Linked DNA regions of Anas platyrhynchos: region 2 is linked to region 1. The links are chromatin contacts, called in public Hi-C maps. All regions are on one chromosome and are shown on one strand. The core of a region is the stretch at or near the end of the contact, and the rest is flanking DNA. Distances in the headings are between cores, read along the strand shown.

Evidence for each region. Hi-C and Micro-C count contacts between places; a contact is called where the count stands out from the background.
Region 2: a Hi-C map of F1 follicle shows a contact between it and region 1, with 2.2 times the contacts expected there. The contact joins two enhancer-like sites. A contact is called at or near these places in 2 of 8 Hi-C or Micro-C datasets (F1 follicle and subcutaneous adipose tissue).

Annotation. Positions count from the first base shown.
Region 1 is chr5:65,879,283-65,884,030 of IASCAAS_PekinDuck_T2T, forward strand. It overlaps USP47 (ubiquitin specific peptidase 47), which reads left to right. Exons shown (of 28, transcript XM_027461215.3): 28 at 1-1,517. DKK3 (dickkopf WNT signaling pathway inhibitor 3) reads right to left here. Exons shown (of 7, transcript XM_027461217.3): 7 at 3,620-3,978. The coding sequence ends at 3,735. Among named protein-coding and RNA genes, the nearest start is that of DKK3, 28 kb to the right of the region's middle. Within about 2 kb of position 2,684, at least 3 of the 8 cell types and tissues checked have an H3K27ac peak or open chromatin away from gene starts, as enhancers often do. A contact at or near this core is called in F1 follicle, where this site is marked.
Region 2 is chr5:65,926,180-65,930,927 of IASCAAS_PekinDuck_T2T, forward strand. It overlaps a transcript of MICAL2 not described here. Among named protein-coding and RNA genes, the nearest start is that of MICAL2, 18 kb to the right of the region's middle. Within about 2 kb of position 2,327, at least 7 of the 8 cell types and tissues checked have an H3K27ac peak or open chromatin away from gene starts, as enhancers often do. A contact at or near this core is called in F1 follicle, where this site is marked.

The sequences.
Region 1 (4,748 bases), core at 1,434-3,933:
TCACTGATACACACATTACCTCATCAGACAGTCTGAAGTAAATGTTAACACATTGGTTATGGAAAAGCAGCAAAAAAGGGTTTAAAAATGTAATGGAAGCGCTACAAGCGTACAGGTCTTGAGAATGTTTTCCCATAAAACGGGTGGTCTGAGAGGTTTGTAGAAAGCTGTCAGCCAGGGTTACTTCGTTTTTGCAGAAATGCTGTAGAAAGGTAAATTTGTTTTTTAACAGGTTACAGAAGCCCGATGAGCAGCTCTATTATATTGCATCCAATGTGTAAATAAAACTTGCCCTATCCATTTAACAGAACTGCAGTTCAGCTATTTACCATGGTATTTCTTTTCACATATCAACATTCATTGTGTACATTTGAAAGTGTAGTTACCTATTTAAATTTGTATTCCTTTTGTTTGATAATGCTGGGTACTTTAGGGTTGTATTCCCCTTGTTAATGAAGTTTTTTGTTTTGTTCAGCTACTCTTTTGTACATTTTGTTTTTGAGACTATTACAAGTTCACATCTTCTCCACCTGCTGAAAGTAATTTTATTTTTTCCTGGAGTTGATTCCATAGCTATTCGTAGTCAAATATGGGGGCAATCTCTAACACCTCAACATATAAACTTGGTATTTCAGGTTGTGGTGCAAAGACTTATGCAGTCAACATGATTTCATTGCAAAGCCTAGGAACAGCAATTTTTTGCTTTGATCCATAAAGATCAATAGAGAACAATTCTCCTTAGTTTTTGAAGAAACACCTAATTTATAAAATCAAAAGATTTTGGTAAACTTTTTCATGCCAGATGCTGTTTACAACAATGAACATGCCAATAAAACCTTTGTTCATTCTGTTGCATTTTAGTCATTAAATGTTGTGGTTTTTATTTGAAAAATGGCAGTTATTTCATGGACATAGGCTTTTCCAAGGCAATGCCAGAATTTTAAGTCTGTATATTTGTGTATATATGTGGACATTCCATACACAGAGTATTATGGGAATTTGTAGCCTGTCTGCTGTTCCCCCGGATTTATATTCGCACTGCATTTTTTTCAGTTGTTTTCTTTTCAGAATTTAATTCCATACCAGTGAAACTGCTAGGCTTGGGATATGATTGGCAGCTAAGTTTTGGTCCAGAGAGAAAAAAAAGGAGTCTGAAGAACCGAACTGGTTTTCTGCTTGCTGATGCACAGTAACCTAAAAAGCCTGAGGAATCCAGCAGCCTGAGAGCCAGGCACTGCTGCACAGAGGAATTCCCTTGTTCTTCCTTTTCTGTTGAAGCTGTGACACTTCATGTCCCACACAAATGAGATGGAAGCAGAAGGAAACACGGTGTGAGTACCACCCAGTAGGTAGAATAGCTTCACTGAACTGCCACTTATGTGTGTATAGGCTGCTGAGGAATCCTTAGAGTTGCTGGAAGAAGTAGAAGTAGTAGTAACTAAAGAATACCAAAAAATTGCTTCATCTTTAGCCCCTTTTAGGAAACTTTAGTTAAACACTTTTTTTTTTTTTTTTTTTTTTTTTAAATAAATTTTAACCCTGTAGGTCTTGATTGAAATTTGGATAGAGGACAGAGAGGCATCTTTATAATGATTACCTCTCCAGTGGCACAGTTCCTTCTGTGTATTTGTATTGGAATATATTCTGGGTTATCCGGGGAGATACTTAGCAGCATCAGCTTTACATTCTGATAATTATGAATTTGTGCATTTTAAAGAAACAAAAATCCCTTGAGTTTCTAATTAGTAAGATTTCTGCAGAATTAATCTGATTTCTGATAAAGTCAGGGACTGAGGCATCAGGATACTTGAAGGGACTATAATGGTATCCTTATATAGGGTAGTATTTATGGACAGTCCTTGCTTTCTTGAAGTACTGTTTTTAACAGGAAAATCGCAATGAAATTTAATGCCTTCTGATTGTATAGAAGGGTTGTCTCTAAAGCACTGGAATTTTGCTTGGGATAGAAGGAAAGGTAAATTCATGGTACCATGTCAGAGAACATGTGTATGTGTTGGATTGAGACTTGGTGGTAGGAAAGAATCCTTAAACTAAAAGCCAGGCTGTTCTGATGAAATAACCTTCTTGTCCATAATGATCTTTGTTCACATTAATTCTGCCACACAAGGAATTTATTGAAAAGCTTTCACAGACCTGAAGTGGTGAAAGACTTGAAGGCTAGTAGTGCAGTCTGCAACTCGTTAAGTTATTGATGCTCAGCAGTTCAGATTAGACTTAAGCAGCAGGGGATGGTATTTGGGAACAAGCTCCATGAAAAATTATTTGTCTGGAGCCTCATGACATCTTTCAACATGTCCAATGATAGTGAAATCTGTACATCCAAAAATCATTAATGGTATAAAAGCCATCAAAGCAAATGGCTGAAATAGCTGGGAGCCAGGGCGTTTGATGGATTAGATTTTGCTCTTAGCTTGATACTGATTTCTTATATCAATGACTTGTCAACATGGTACTGATGATATTCATATTTTGTTACAGACAGATTGTAATACCTATGAAGTGTATTAAAAGCATGAAACACCTTAAGAATCTTCTCTGAATGTACATAGTCAAGTGGGAGAAGTATAAATCTCTGAACATGAACAAGAAGCAATCTAGGTTGACTCACTGCTCAGAGTAATCAGTTTGTTCGCTGCCTTTATCTCTCAAGAAGACTAAGTGAAAACAGAGCGCAGTGTACAGAACCCTCAATTGATCTTACGCAAGAAGGTGTGTTCGTAGCACACACAGTGGCACTGTATTTAGCTCTAACTTAGGAACAGCCTTGTAACTACAGTTGAGCTATTCTTCTATATATTGGTATGTATATATTTAGTGTACAATGGGAATCAATATTCCTTGTATTCAGCCCATTTAGCTGTTTTTTCTGCAATTTTAAATAATAGATTTTGCCCTTGAGAGATAAAGCCCTGAGCAGTCAAGTTTAAAGCTCCTATACAGAAAGCAATTTGTTCTTGTATGCATATAAGTGCATGCTTATATGGGAAAAATAGACTTTTTCTAATGCAGTGGGGTCATACTTCCTTATGTAAGTACAAAACTCAAGGGATATACTCTGTAGCTATGGAACACCATTTTTCAGTCATACTGAAGTTTGCTGCAGAACAGATGACTTCCATTGTACACAGCTGAAAACTAGGTATATTCATCTAAAAAGGTAAGCAGCCTTTCTTTCCATCCTTCCTCCCAAGATGTGTGTGGTGGTGGTGGGGAATATAAAATCTGTATGTTGCAGCTTCACCTATCACATTTCCTATAGGAAAAACAAAACAAAACAAAACAAAAAACAAAACAAAAACAAACAAACAAAAAACCACTGAAACAGCGTAAAATAGATGTTCTTGTTCCAGAAAAATAAATCCAAATATATGTGCAGGAAATACTCAAAGGTAGCTTGTATAGTCCTTATTAATTTAAGATTATGTATGTTTGTTTGTGTCTTTTAATGAGTACAAGTTCTGATATATTTATTTCTACTGTACTAGGGAAAAGTACTAATCCAAAAGAAACACTGATATCTTATTTGTCTTTGGAAGGTTTTGTCCAAAGATGGAATTAATTGAACAAGAATTTGTACATGCAGGTTTGCACAGAAAAGGATGCTTAATGAAGATGATGTTTATTGCACTTCTATCCAGCAGTATGTATTGTTCATATAAGCAAGACACTAGACAAAAAAAAAATCTAGAAATAACTAAACTGGAGTTTGGACTTTATACCTCATCTCCCAGGAATGGGTCATGAGCTGAATCAGGCTCAGACTTCAAACCCACTTGGTCCTCCAGACTTTCTAATTCTTTACGTACTTCCTGAATGACACTGCTCTCTTCATAATCAGATAGAATATCTCTGGGTATCAAACTCAGAAATGGCATCTCATCCATGATCGAGGGATCTTCTTTTTCATTGTTTCTGGTTTCATTGGAGGACAGTTCACACACAGATGTAGTACTGTGGCTGTTGAAAAAAGAAAAATACCTGGTCATACAGTACATTTTTCATGTTATTTTTGTTAGTTCCTTAATACGATTTTTCTTTTTCTCCACACATGAAAGCACACATGAAAGCATTCTAGGTGCATAAGTTCATCTATGGTGGGTCTGACAATTTTATAATCTGATTATTACATGCTTGACAGCTGGAGAGTTAAAATGAGATTTCTACATACAGTTGGAGCCAAATTCTTAATAGCATAATATGTTTGATATTGGGACACAAGATGGCAGTGGACCGCAGCACAATCTGTCCCTTCTGCCACAAGCAATCTTGACTAGTCCTTTCTGTTAGTCGTAATACCAAGTTAAGATTCTATAGTTTAAAAGGTATGCAAAAAAAGTCAGTGTTTGTCATTGAAGTAGAAAGAATTGGGCACAGAAGGAGAGAGACTTTAATCTACATATAATTTACATCTCTATCACAGCTTAGCTGTCTTATTAGAAGTTAAAGCAATGAAAATAGCAGTGGAGTAACAAACTTGGGGAGTTTATTACACAGGTAACACACAGGTGTTCCAAGAATGCTTGTAGTGCAAAACTGAAGTGATCTCACTTTTTCCTAATGGAACTGTTAATAATGCAAATAACTGTTCTTTTAAAGAATAATTAAAGCCATGACATACTAATGTTTTAGCTTCTAGCAGAAAAATATGGGGTCAATCTGCTGAATGTTCCATGAAACTCAACAATAATGCTGAAAAGGTCTGTTACAGTATGAAGTGTTTTAAGTCT
Region 2 (4,748 bases), core at 1,077-3,576, 47 kb after region 1:
ATCACTGCTTACTATGACAAGACTCAGCCTCACTAATCCTTTTCTGTTTTCAGTCCATGTCACTGTGCCACTTGACCTGCTTCTTCAGAGCTGGATTATGTACCCTCAGCATGTGTTGCACAAGAAATCCAGTCTGGGAAGGAAGAATGATTCTTGCAAAGCTTTAGGTGTTGACTCTTCTTGGACCAAAACTCACAGGAGGAAGGGATGATGCCTTTGAGCTCACTGGACATAAAATATCATATCTCAGGCATTTACTCACCCTTCCCATTCTGGGCTTGCAACAGAGCTACTTTGTCTTTTAAGTACAGAGGAGTATCCAGTTTCAGACAAAAAGGACATCTGTACGCAGCAGTTTTGCCTCCAGGATTGGGAGTAAAGATCCAGTCTCCTGCCACCACCACACCTATTCTGAATCCACAGGAGGTCATTTTTATTCGCTTTCATGCCATTCATCATAGCTGGCAGAGGAATAAGGACAGCAGCAGCCTGCTGTGTGATTGATATGTTTGTGCTGCTTTGTGTTAAGCAGTAATGTTTTTGCATATCTTACGTTACCCACTTCTCTGCCAACGAGTAAAATGGAATGACACGTTTAGCTTCTGCTTAGCACACTTTGTGTCCTCCACATAAGGGGTGATATATGCCAAGTACTTATCACTATAACTGCTAGTTTGCCAGACTCCAACTGGACTGGAATGGGGTTCACAAAAAAAAAATCCTATGAGGTGCTATCTAGATATCTGAAACTTTTTCCTTTACTTTCCTGTGTGGAAAGGTTGTTAGCATCCTCTGGTAGCCCAGATGTTAGAAACAGCCCTGCAGGAAATTACAGTGTGCTACAGCAACCTACCCAAGCGAACCATTGTTCTTGTGCTGGCACACCTGACACACAGTGCCCGGCTGCTTGCTCAGAGCACACTGCTAGTATGGCTGGGAGAGATGAGGCTGAGCAAAATCTGCATGAATGCTCGCACCCATAGGGGTGTGCGAGTAGGTGGGATGGACAGGTTCTTTCCATGCAGGATCGTGGCAAGTGTTGTATTCACTGGCATGAGATTCCACCAGAGGTACAAAACATACAGATGGGCATCCTTTGGTATATCCAAGGTTTCACTTGACAGCTGCTGCTGAACAAAATGAATAAAATTCAGCCAGGTCATCCTGTCATGCCATTGGTGCCAGGTATTTACAGCTGATACTTTACCAGCAAGAGAAGAATCGTGTACAGGAACATAAGATCATTTTGCTAGGATTTCCATCTTTAAGCAGTAAAAATCTAGGTCTTAGTTCCTTAGAGCATCCAGCTGGTGGTGCTAGATAGTAACTACAAAGGACACTTTTTCAGTATTTTAAATGCTTGGAATATAAAATGTTTGGATAAAGGCATCTTTACAGTTATTTCTTAGATTTTTTAACTACTGTCCTCTCTTTCAGTGAAAATAGCAAGTCACCTTGTAAAAGTAAGCTGTTGTATGTTTATGCCTCACACAAAGTGGCATAAAAGTGTCTCCCTTATCCACTTTCATTTAGTTGAGAGCTCATTCTGTGCATGAGGTGTAAAACAAGTATATAAAAGATGTGTATAGATACATGTAGGTGATAATATGTGAGATGATCAGGCCCAGGACATTTTGCTCTGCTGTAAGATGTTTATTACTTCATAAATCATGGTAAACCTTAAGAACACATACATCTGTTTTCTTGGGTGGTGACCATCTTTCATACCTGCCATTCATATAACTTACATGATCCGATGTCCAGGATCTTTTACACATTTATTATGGCTATTGATGAGTCAGCTTATGACCTTCTTTTTCTGTGAAGTCCAGTAGTTAAAAGTATTTAGCTTGGAAGAAGATACCTGCTTTCAAATTTAAAAAGGGGAGGGTTGGGAGGGGGAAGGGGGGAGGGGGGGGGGGAAGGAACGCTGTGTTATGTTTCCTTGGCCTAACAGTGACCTATAAAATGTGCTGGTGAGAACAGAAAATGTAATGTGCCAATGACTGCAGCAGTGGTTTGTTTTCATTCTTTTTGATATTTGATTATAAAGGTTAAAGCAGGGGAAAGGGAACGCTAACCTGAAGTGCTAGCTTTCCTGTGGCTCCCTGCCATGTAAGTTGGTGCTGATTTGAAGGGGTCAGATTCTTTGTTGGCAGACAGGAGGCAGTGAGGAATAAACCTTATCCTTTCAGGACAGTCAGATTTTATAACAAGGTCACAGGTTTGGTCATTTTAGGAAGATTTTTTGCCCTGTTCTAGAGAGTGCCCTTGGTCTCCATGGGCCTCCTGCTTCTCACTGAGAGATTGCAACAGACAGCTGCTTGCTTAACACATGGGTTTTGCTGAGATAGGCTGAGCAGAGGGCAGAGTGCAAGTACGACCAGTCCAGTCAGGGCAGGAAAAGTGTCAGAAAGGTGAGTCAGGCAGAGAGAGGCACGTGGGGAATGGCACTGCTAACTCAAGCTTCCTCAGCTTGGCCTCCAGAACTGATGGACTCGTGACCATTGCAACTCACCCAGGCACCATGACGGGCATTTTTCAGAGCGCAGAAGTCAGATCTTTGGCCACTGAAAGCAAGCAAGTAGAAGGTATTTGCTGAATGAGCACTGAAAGCAAGCTGGCTTCAGAGACATCTGCTTACAGTTTTAACTTTTCCGCTTTCAAAAGAACACCTTCATTTGGCTTCAGGGATGAAGGCACTTTCATATGTATATTTATATTAAAATGCTTATGTGAGAAGGAATATTAACTATACTGTTGAGGAAAAAATTCTAGTCTCTAGTACAGTAAAATCAGTCATTGAGATTGGTTAGTTCAATATTTTTAAAATATACTGTGCAGTAGAAATCTGAGAGGAACAGCTCTGTTCTGAGATGTTGTGTCCAACAGGTATGACTTTGTGCACTTTTGCTTTGCTGAAGTATGCCGCGTGAAGTCTCCTGAAGTATTCCCCATGCAGCTGTGGAGGCTGATGGTTTACTCAAACCCATTAAGAAAATTAAATCCTCTTCAAAGAATTATGTCCAATCATTCTGCAAATGTTTTGAAACACAACGGCTGCGCTCTGCCCTTAGTCGCTCTTGTGAAATCCAGCTGCAGTGAATGGAGGCTATGTGTGAGGACAGGTCTGGACCACAGCCTGTTCAACCTGGGTGGGCAGTTACGGCTTGTGTTTGCAGCATGTCTTCAGGGAAGCAGGGAGTCCATTTAAAATCCCCACTGTACCCATCATTTTCATCTCCACAGTACCTTGAATCTGCCTTACAGGAACGGCTTGGGATGCAGCAGCAGAAGAAATATGGGACACAAACCACCATCATTTATACGCACATAAATGAACGTTTGAAGTAAATGATCTAAAAAAACAACCACCGGTTAAGCTCTGGTTGCTCACATCTGGGTTGCATGGCTACAGCTAAGAACAGAATGTGGCTGATCATTCTTACGTGTATCTACAGTCATTAACCATTCAATGACATCAAGAGGATAAATTGTGCCATTGATGGAATTTCTCAGGCTATGTACATGCTACCTTTCCTTCTGGGAGTTTAGTTAAATGGGGCTTTCCCTGTCCTTCAGGCAAGCAAATTGCTTTATTTTTCCTTTTGATCTCTCAGGAGTCTGTTTTTTAGCCTGCTTGTCTTACCTTAATTCCTTTTGATAAAAGATCCCTTTTATCATGCATGCTAAAATTGTTGGATGGGCCTAGTTGACATACCATGATTAAATTAAATAAGCAGTGTGTGTAAATACAAACTTTTAAAATGTCATGTATCACTTCATTTTTCTCTAGATCTTAACACTAGATTTCACAATATCATGAGTATCATGATTGTTAATTTATTATTATTTTTTTCAAGATTAATGTTATTGATGCTTAATATTTAAAATGGCTTTCAAGTGAAGGTTTCTTCAAAACCTTGAATTTTGAAGCAGACATCTGTAAGGGGGGAGGGGGGGGGACACACACAAATTCTTTTTATTTACCAGTGGTGAAATCAATATACAAACACAGAAGACAGCTCTAGCTGTGAATTTGCTGCAGAAGCTACCCTCTGATTACAGGGACATGCTGTTGTAAAGTGGTTTGCATTTCCTAATGTCACTTTTACAGGCTTCAAATCACTGCAGCCTATAAAAAAGGAGTTTACCATTATGCAACAGTTAAAAATGAACAATTTTTACACTTAATTTTTACACTTAATATTTACACTTAATTTTTGTATAGGTAGGAATTTATGAACAACAACAACAACAAAAAAATCACACTCCAGTCTTGCCTGGTGTTTCTTCCAACTGTATCTCAATTTTCATTGTACATTGACCTACAAAAATAGCACTAAATGCTATTTCAGTGTTTTGTTTTGTTTTCTGGTCTTGTTTTCTTCATAATCGAAAAGTAAAAATGTATGCAATAACTAGCCTTTGTTTCTCATGTATAAACTGAGCAAACCAGATGCCAGGTTCAAATAGTAGATTTTCTCCTCTTAGATTTCTTGGACATTTTTCACTTTTCTGTACATGTTTATTCCTAAAATGTTACCTTATTTTACCTCTGTGAAGGAAGACGTGAAAGCTGCAGAACAAAGACTTCCTAATGACAAAAGCCAAACTAAACACAGTAGAGCTGTAGCAGATCCCTAGCTGGATACGCCCATAGAGAATTAGATAATCTTTTTTAATTATGTAACATCAAACGTAGCAGCAACCAAGAAAATATTCTCACCTAACACACCTATAGCCTG